Linked DNA regions of Triticum aestivum: region 2 is linked to region 1. The links are chromatin contacts, called in public Hi-C maps. All regions are on one chromosome and are shown on one strand. Each heading gives the region's core, a stretch centred on a gene start, on an enhancer-like site or on the middle of the called end of the contact. The rest is flanking DNA. Distances are from core to core; before and after follow the strand shown.

Evidence for each region. A called contact is a pair of places that touch in the nucleus more often than the background predicts.
Region 2: a contact with region 1 is called in a Hi-C map of leaf, with 4 times the contacts expected there. The contact joins the promoter of LOC123080147 here to the promoter of LOC123080144 in region 1. A contact is called at or near these places in 2 of 5 Hi-C or Micro-C datasets (both in leaf).

The regions. Positions count from the first base shown.
Region 1 is chr3D:517,655,738-517,659,661 of IWGSC CS RefSeq v2.1, forward strand. LOC123080144 (S-norcoclaurine synthase 1) reads right to left here and starts at 2,253. Exons shown (of 2, transcript XM_044503032.1): 1 at 1,508-2,253; 2 at 606-1,434. The coding sequence starts at 2,046. The coding sequence ends at 864.
Region 2 is chr3D:517,930,644-517,934,567 of IWGSC CS RefSeq v2.1, forward strand. LOC123080147 (5' exonuclease Apollo) reads right to left here and starts at 1,732. Exons shown (of 5, transcript XM_044503034.1): 1 at 1,462-1,732; 2 at 1,266-1,371. The coding sequence starts at 1,659. It overlaps LOC123080148 (bidirectional sugar transporter SWEET1a), which reads right to left. Exons shown (of 6, transcript XM_044503035.1): 6 at 3,303-3,800. The coding sequence ends at 3,561.

The DNA of each region.
Region 1 (3,924 bases), core at 1,003-3,502:
TGGCGCCCGCGCGTACGACACTGCGGCGTGGCGCCTCCGGCTGTCCCGTTAGGACATGAACTTCACCGATGTGGCGACGCGGGAGCGTGCATAGGAGTTGGCACCTTTCCCGCGGCTTATCACCGACGAGGATCGTCGCAAAAACTGGAGGCGGGAGCGCCGTCTCAGCCTGGCCGAGATGGACGAGGAAGCCATGGCGCTGTGGAGGCAACGCTTCCCGCAAGACATCATGAACGAGGAACAGTTCTTCGCCGAGAGGAGGGCGGAGAGGGAGGAGAGGAGGAAGGAGCGAGCCGCCTATCGTGAGGACAAGCAAACGCGGAAGGCGGTTGCTAAATACAACATCGCGCTAGGAGATGCGTCGTCCTGGGACTCCCGCGACGAGCGGTTCCTTAACGCCTACGCTCAGACGTCGGAAGAGGACATCACCGAGGCAGAGTCCGAGTCAGAGAATGACGAGTAGTAGTAGTTTTTCGTTTTATTTTGTATCGTAGAAGCAGGCTATGTGACGAACTATGAATTATCTATTGTAGGAGAAGACTATGAACTATCTACGCATTTTGTATTGTAGAAGCAGGCTATGTGCCGAACTATCTCCATATTTGTACTATCAGAACGAAATATGTATAGAATCTTAAGGAAAAAAAAATGAAATATAACGCGCCTGCTGAAGCGGCTCGGGCACGCTTTATTTTGCGGCGGCCGCTGGAGCTAGCGCACTGCCGCGCGCAAAACCTGACTCACCCGGCGCTGTATTCTGATTTTTAGCGTTTTGCGGCTGGTGGAGATGCTCTTAAGACATTAACAGACTTTAGTGGACACCAGTCACACCACAACGATGACCATGTATTGCTATCAAAGTATCAATCGATCTTCATGGCGTCCATGATGTTCTTGCCGTCGAGCTTGCTGGAGACCACGAGCTTCACATATTCCTGGACGCTGACACTCCTGTACCGCGGCTCCCCGTCTCCGACGACCTCCTCCAGCGGCCCGTACATGGTGCCGAACCTCCCACTGTGGAACGTCGCGATGGACATCCGCTCATGGCGTGCGTTAACCACCGCCCTGTGCTCGACGCTCCTGTACTTCCCGTTGGTGAACACCTCAATCACGTCGCCGACGTTGACGACGAGGGCGCCGGGGAGCGGCGTGACCGGGACCCAGCCGCCTTTCCTCCTGATCTGCAGCCCGGGGACCTTGCTGACCTGCAGCAGCAGCGTCAGCCCGACGGCGTCCGAGTGCGGCGACAGGCCCAACACGCTGTCCACATGCGCCTCCGGGCAAGGCGGGTAGTAGTTCATCCTCACTGACTGCGACGCGGCGAGCCTCGTCATGTCCGAGTGGTCTCTCACGCCCAGGTTCTCCGCCATGGCTCCCAGCAGCTCACCTGCCACCCTTTGCACCTCCGTAGAGTAGTTCTCCAAGCAAGTCCTGCCACAGCAAACAAATCAACGGGAGCTTGACGATGATATGATTTTCTTCTGTCAGTTGATTATCCACTTACTTGAATGTGGAAGGGTTGGACGGCCAGAGGCGGAGATCGCGGTAGGTGGGCGGCTGCGTGAGGAGGAAGAACATGTCCGCCCAGTCGAGCGTCTGCTCCTCCGAGACGACGAATGCCTGGCCGTACCCCTCGATCTCTCCGGGCTGCTGCGCAAAGGCCGTCTTCTCGGCCAGCGGGAGCGCGAAGAATCCCATGACGTTCTTCTTCATCTCCTCCACGGTCTCCTCGGGTATCCCGTGGTTCACCACCTGAAAGAACCCCCAGTCCTCGCAGGCCGAGCGCAGCCTGGCGGCCTCCTCGTCCCGCCCGCCGGCGAGGCCATCCGGATTGAGGAGCCGGCCGAGGTCGATGATGGGGACGTGCTCCTGTTCTTCGCCGGCAGGGGCGTCGGGGCGCAGGTCGGCCGTGTTGGGCTGAGGCCGCACATAGCGGCGGAGGAGGGTGGGCGTGACCGCGAGCTCGTCGGGCCGGCCGGCGAGGTCCTGCACGTTGGGCACGGGCAGCGAGCCGCCGAGGTTCCGCGGCTTGGTCTCCTCCATCGGATCAGGTAGATAGACTATTGTGCTTGCTCGCTGCTCACCTCGTCAGTGATCGATTTATCTTGCAGTTGCAGGTGAAAGGCGGCCGGCACGTTTGTCCTGTCCGGAGTCATGTGCTCGTGGCGTTCGCCACGTTGAGGAAGGAGACGAGATCGACCAACAAAACTGCTAGCTGGAGTAGATTGCAATAGCTAATTGAGCTGTTGTGCAAATGCCAATAGAAAAGGTCTGAGATGCCGACGCGGTAGCTACTACCACTTTTGTTTGCTTGTAAAGAGGAGAAGAAGGGAATCACATCACGCCCTCCTGTGTGCTAGCTTTTTTATTTTTTATTTTGAGGGGTTCCTGTGTGCTAGCTAGATTGATATCTAGAAGGAACCTAGTGCAGTGCAGGGCAGGTCCTGAGGTCAGAAGGGGGTGCTATGTACTGGGTGTGGCTCCAAGGGCCTTTGGTCAAAGCAACTCTAGGAGATCCAGCAAAATGTTGACCCACAAAACGCGTTTGCAGTTCGCGCAAAATCGTTTTTGCGGGCTGGCGAGGACTAGCACAGATGCAGACCCCAAACGGACCCATATAAAAGTATATTTGCGGAATATGCTTTTTTACGGGTCGAATATGCGGGTTTTGCTCGGGCAACAGCGCAACGACCCGCAAACAAAAAAACTGCAAATCTGAAATTTGTCATAGGGTTTCACAAACAAGTTCAAATTCAAATGACATAAACAGTTTGCGCGCGAATAAAAACGAAGTTCATTACGCAAAAGAGGGCATGCAAAGGTATGCACCCATGTCCGGCATCATCTTGGGGGTCGATCTTCACTCGGCGTCATGGAGTCCATCTTGAAGTTCATCGGCGCCACCGTAGCCACCTCCGTCGCTTGTTCCAACTCCCGCACCGAAATCATCCACATTGCCACCGTATGGAGCAGAGAAAACATCACCGGAACTGGCAGACGGACCGGCCGAGGCGACCATTCTCCTCTTCAAGATCTCTCTCCTTGCCATATCATGCCATGTTTTGGTAACGTCGTCCATGTCATTGTGGCTCATTGACATGATCTTGTTCTCTTCGGCGAGCAACAATGACAGCGATTTGTTTTCAGAGCAACAATGACAGCTTGATCTTCCAAGATGGTGTAGTTCTTCGATCTTTGGCTTTTCCCAGCTTTTGCTTGTGAATTCTCAAACGCTTCCGCTTCGATCTCCGCCAAGTCGTCCGCACAACCATGATCGTCCACGCCGCACTCTGTTTCATTGTAAACGAAAGGTTCGAAGGGGGCTTGATCAATGTCAACCGCGTTTGTGTCCAACAAGTTCACGAACTCGGTTGTTGCATTGTTCGAATCACCGCTATACCGAACGATAACAAGTCATGAGCTATCGAAAAACAATGGCGAAAATGAAAGAGAATCACCAAAGTCCGAAGAGATATACCTTCCGGCCATTTCGTCGAACACCTCGCTCGCGGGGGGAGCAGCACCGTTGGACGGCATCGCCGGAGCACCTCCTTGCGGGGGGATGGAGTGAGAGGTTGAAGAAGATTTGTTCCTTAAAGTCGGAACCTTCCTCCGCTTTGCGCCCGCGGCCTTGCCGGCCTTCTCCGCCGCCGGCCGGGATCGCACGGCAGCATTGCCGCCCGGAGCGCGGGCCATCGCGGCGGGGGCAGCCGGATTCCCGCCCTGCACAAGCACGTTGCCCTGCCGCTTGCGGGCAGGCGTGGCGTGTGCTTGGGCGACGCCGGCGGGGCCTAGATGGCCGGCGACAAGATCCGCCCGAGGGGAAGGGGCGTGCGCGACCTCGACGGCGACGGGGGGCAGCATGGGGTCGTCCATGGTGGCGAGGGACGGCCGGGGAGGAGCAGCCGGAGCTTTCGGAGA
Region 2 (3,924 bases), core at 482-2,981, 270 kb after region 1:
TATATAAACCCCCCCAGGCGACCCCATGCAAAGGGCTCAGATCCTGAGAAAACACACACACCACGTAGGGAGAAAGGAGTAGAGCTAGCCTTGTTCTTCTTCTTCCCCTAGCCAAACAGCTCAAGGAGCAAGCTTGTAGCTACCTTGTTGAGATAGTGATCATGCGGAGACCCCGCAGAGCAGGACTAGGGGTGTTATCTCCTAGGAGAGCCCCGAACCTGGGTAAGATTCGCCGGCGTAGGCGATCTCGCCCAATCCCGTTTCTAGAGCCTGGCGACGTACTTATGTCCCCATCCATGATAAGCCATCCCTTGGCATATGTCGCTCCATATCCCCGACAAGATAATAACATCATTTTGTGCATTCATTTTTCCATCGTTAGACATGCCTGGGGTGCACCAAAATGTGTTTTGGATATTGACATTGAGATAAGTTCAGTAGCAAATTTATATGGTTGGGTGCTAAATTTGCAAGGGTCTCACAGGGGGCGGTTAGCTGTAGGGTAGCTGCTCACATTTTGTTGATTTGGACATATCATAATGCAGCTTGCTTTCGTAACGTGTTTCCTTATGACCCAACTAGTCTTGTAGCGAAAACGGCTCATTGGTTGAACTTTTACTCTGGATTACATAAAGGCATAAAGCAGGTGTGCGCTCAATGCAGTGCTGAGGGGCAAGCTTATTTCTGCAACTGGTGTTTGAGTTCTTCAATCGGAGGCGGGGGTCAGCGCTGATGGTTGAGGATTGCCGTAACTGAGTGTTTCTGGTGAGCGTAGCTGGGAATCATCGGCCGTGGTCCATGGAGACACTTTGAGGCAAACGCTTTGCATCTGTATCTCGTTTTTGTGGTGCTCTTTTGGTCCGGCTATTATGCTACTGTTGTGCTTCTAAAAACGTTGAGAGCCTGCTTAGATCTCCCAGTAGCTGCCAAGGGTGATGCTACACCGGGAGGGGCTAGCTTGATGATGTGGTGTTTCATTTTGCATTTGAGAACTTGGGAGCTGACTATTTATCAGTTTCAGAAATGAAAGCAGTACTGATTTATGCACTAGCAAGTTGAATCTTAGGTACGATGCATTTCAGAACTTGGGAGCTGGCTGTTTATCAGTTTCAGAAATGAAAGCAGGATTGATTTATGCACCAGCAAGTTCAATCTTATGTACGGCGCATTTGTAGTAGTAGGATTGATTTATCCACTAGCAAGCTCAATCTTACAGAGTGCTGTAACACGATGAGCAGACCAAACAAGGATAAAACAACAATTACCAGGGCAGTGGTTGGCATCGTACGCGGTGACGGAGAAGGCGCCGGCGGGGTCATCCACCTTGAACGTCCTCCCCACCTCGACCTCCACGAACTCCCCCTGGTCCAGCTGCAACACGGCCGCACCGCGCGAGAAATCTCAATCCACCGCAGCAAATTCAAAATCTACCGCGTCTCTCTGGGAGACAGGCTAAGGTACCTGGGGAAAGTGGCGGAGGGCGAGGGACAGGGTGAGGCGGGTGGCGTAGAGGGCGCCTCCTCCGGGGTCGGCCCCGGCGCCGGCGCCGACGAGGTGGTCCCGGTGCGCGTGGGTGAGGAAGCGGTGGCGCCGGCGGCGGGAGGAGGGGCCCCACGTGTCCACGGCGAAGGGGAGCCCCCGCGGCATCTCTATCGGCATCCTCCCCGGAACTTTGTGAAATTGCGGGCGGGCCCTCCTCCGCTTCCTCGGAAGCGCGCCGCTTCGTCGGGAGTTGGTTGGGTCGGTTTTATATTCCTCGAGTGGGAAGAGTGTTCTCCTTCCGCTGGAAGGAAGAGAAATGGGTTCGTGGATTCGGGTTCTCACTTCAGTTTAGTGGCCGGACCGAGGCCCAGGACCCGCTAACTTGCCGCCTTTGCTAAGTTCGTAAGTTGGCTGGCACTGACAGGTGGGCCCACATGCCAGTGCTCTGTCTTTTGCCCGCCAGGGCTTGGGCCTTCCCATTCTGCTTCCTCTGGGCCTAACAACTAACTATTGCAATTTCAAAGTTCAAAAAAAAAAAAAACTCGGTCCAGTGGAATGGATGTAATTGTATGGATGCGGCTATTCTGCACCCGGGCTCAGATGAGGCCGGATGTGAACAGTAAAAGCGTTTGAAATAGTAAAAAATGTAAATAATTTTGTGATGCAAGATGCTTATGTGCGTGTTGTCCGTGTAAAATTTGGTGAAGTCTGGACATTCGAGGAGCTCGTGATGAAAAAGATAGATTTTGGGTGTCTGAGAAACTTTTGAAAACAACACTATTCACATATGATTTTGACTTTTTTGTCAGGACCTCCTCGAATGTTCAAACACCCCGAAATTTTGCAGCTCCTCCAATGTCCAAACACCTGAATTTTTGCATGAACATCACGCCTTTGAGCATTTTGCACCACCCAAAAAAAATCATTTTTTTTATTTTATCGGGTGTAGATGAGCCCGGGCAAACAAGTTGAATTTTCGTCTTAAAGCATCTTCTGAGATTCTGAAATTATGGGATGAAAGTACAAGCGTCCTGTACTGCGCACAAAACACAAGAGGGGCATTCACGCGCGCCCCTCCTCTGCCGCACGCCACGCCTCGTCGTCACGACGCGCCGCGGGTTGCTGAAACGTTTTGCTGTAGTATCCTCTTGCCACCGTTCCGAACCACTGAGCTTATGTCGGGACAGTAGGCCTCCGAAATCTCACCTCTTTGAGTCATGTACGGGAGAAGGGTGATAAGGTGATAAGGTTTTTGGGAGCGCTCTGCGTGACTACTGACCAGATCATCACGGACGCTCAAGACACCACGACGACTTCTTCCCCGGCGTCGACAACCTCTTCAACAACATGGCTGGCGAGGATGTCGACCCAAGACCAATGCTTCTGCTGCTGTTTCGTACGTTCTTATGCTCTTTCTGTTTGAGGTTATGTTTGCTCTAGATGTGTTTGGTTCTAATTCATATATGCAGATGCTATTACCTTCTCTCTGTCAGATTGCATAACTTGTTTTATCTCTGCTATATTAGTCATACTTTATCTAGTATTTCTGTTAATAAAATTATTCGGTAAATTGCTCATATTTCCAACAAAATGTACGTACGTATAAAGTCATCAAGAATCAAATCAAGAAGGCAGATACCGACAATCAAAATGACAGCGTTGGACGGCAAGACACATTCAAACAGCACGGTCCGAACGGATGCGAGTGGTTTAAGAGTCCGCGTTGGAGATGCTGGTTTATTTATGAGAGGAAAGCAAAAGTTTCTTGGGTTTGTTTCCAGGGGGCAAAAACCAACTTTGATCTTTGGAGGAGTACAACACACAGAAACAGAGCAGAGGTAATTCACACTTGCAGTTACAATTTGAGATTTTCGGAGTACTGTCTCATAGCTCTCCCGTAGGCTGGCCTTTGGGGAGAGAGCACCAGCTTTCTGGCAAATGTACGTACGTACCATGTCAAGAAACAAATCAACAAGGCAGACACCGACGATCTGCTTAGCATAACAGCTCTACCAACTAATTAAGCAGCGGCCTTATGCTGCTGTCACCTCATGCACACTCTCTCTGTGCAGCGGCGGCTACACCTGGGCGGCGACCTTGTCGACGACGGCGGTGTCGTCATTGACCTTGATCTTTGCCTCGCCCATCTCCACCGCCGCGGCCGCCTTCTTGGCGTCCTCCACCTCGTCGGCCTCGTCGCCGGCGTCCTCCCCCTTGCCGGCCGGCACGGCGCCGGCAGCGGGGCCCTTGTTCTTCCGGTAGATGGCGTAGAGGATGAGCTGCATCAGGCCCAGGAAGCTCCCGCACCCGTTGGGGATCTGCATGCATGCGCGCGCGTAAAAATACGTGTCAGCTTCTTTTTTTTACTTTTGAACTACATGTTGTACTCCAGCAATGCGCCGCATGTCTCGCTGGAGCATTCAATGGCTACAGCTAGCAGTG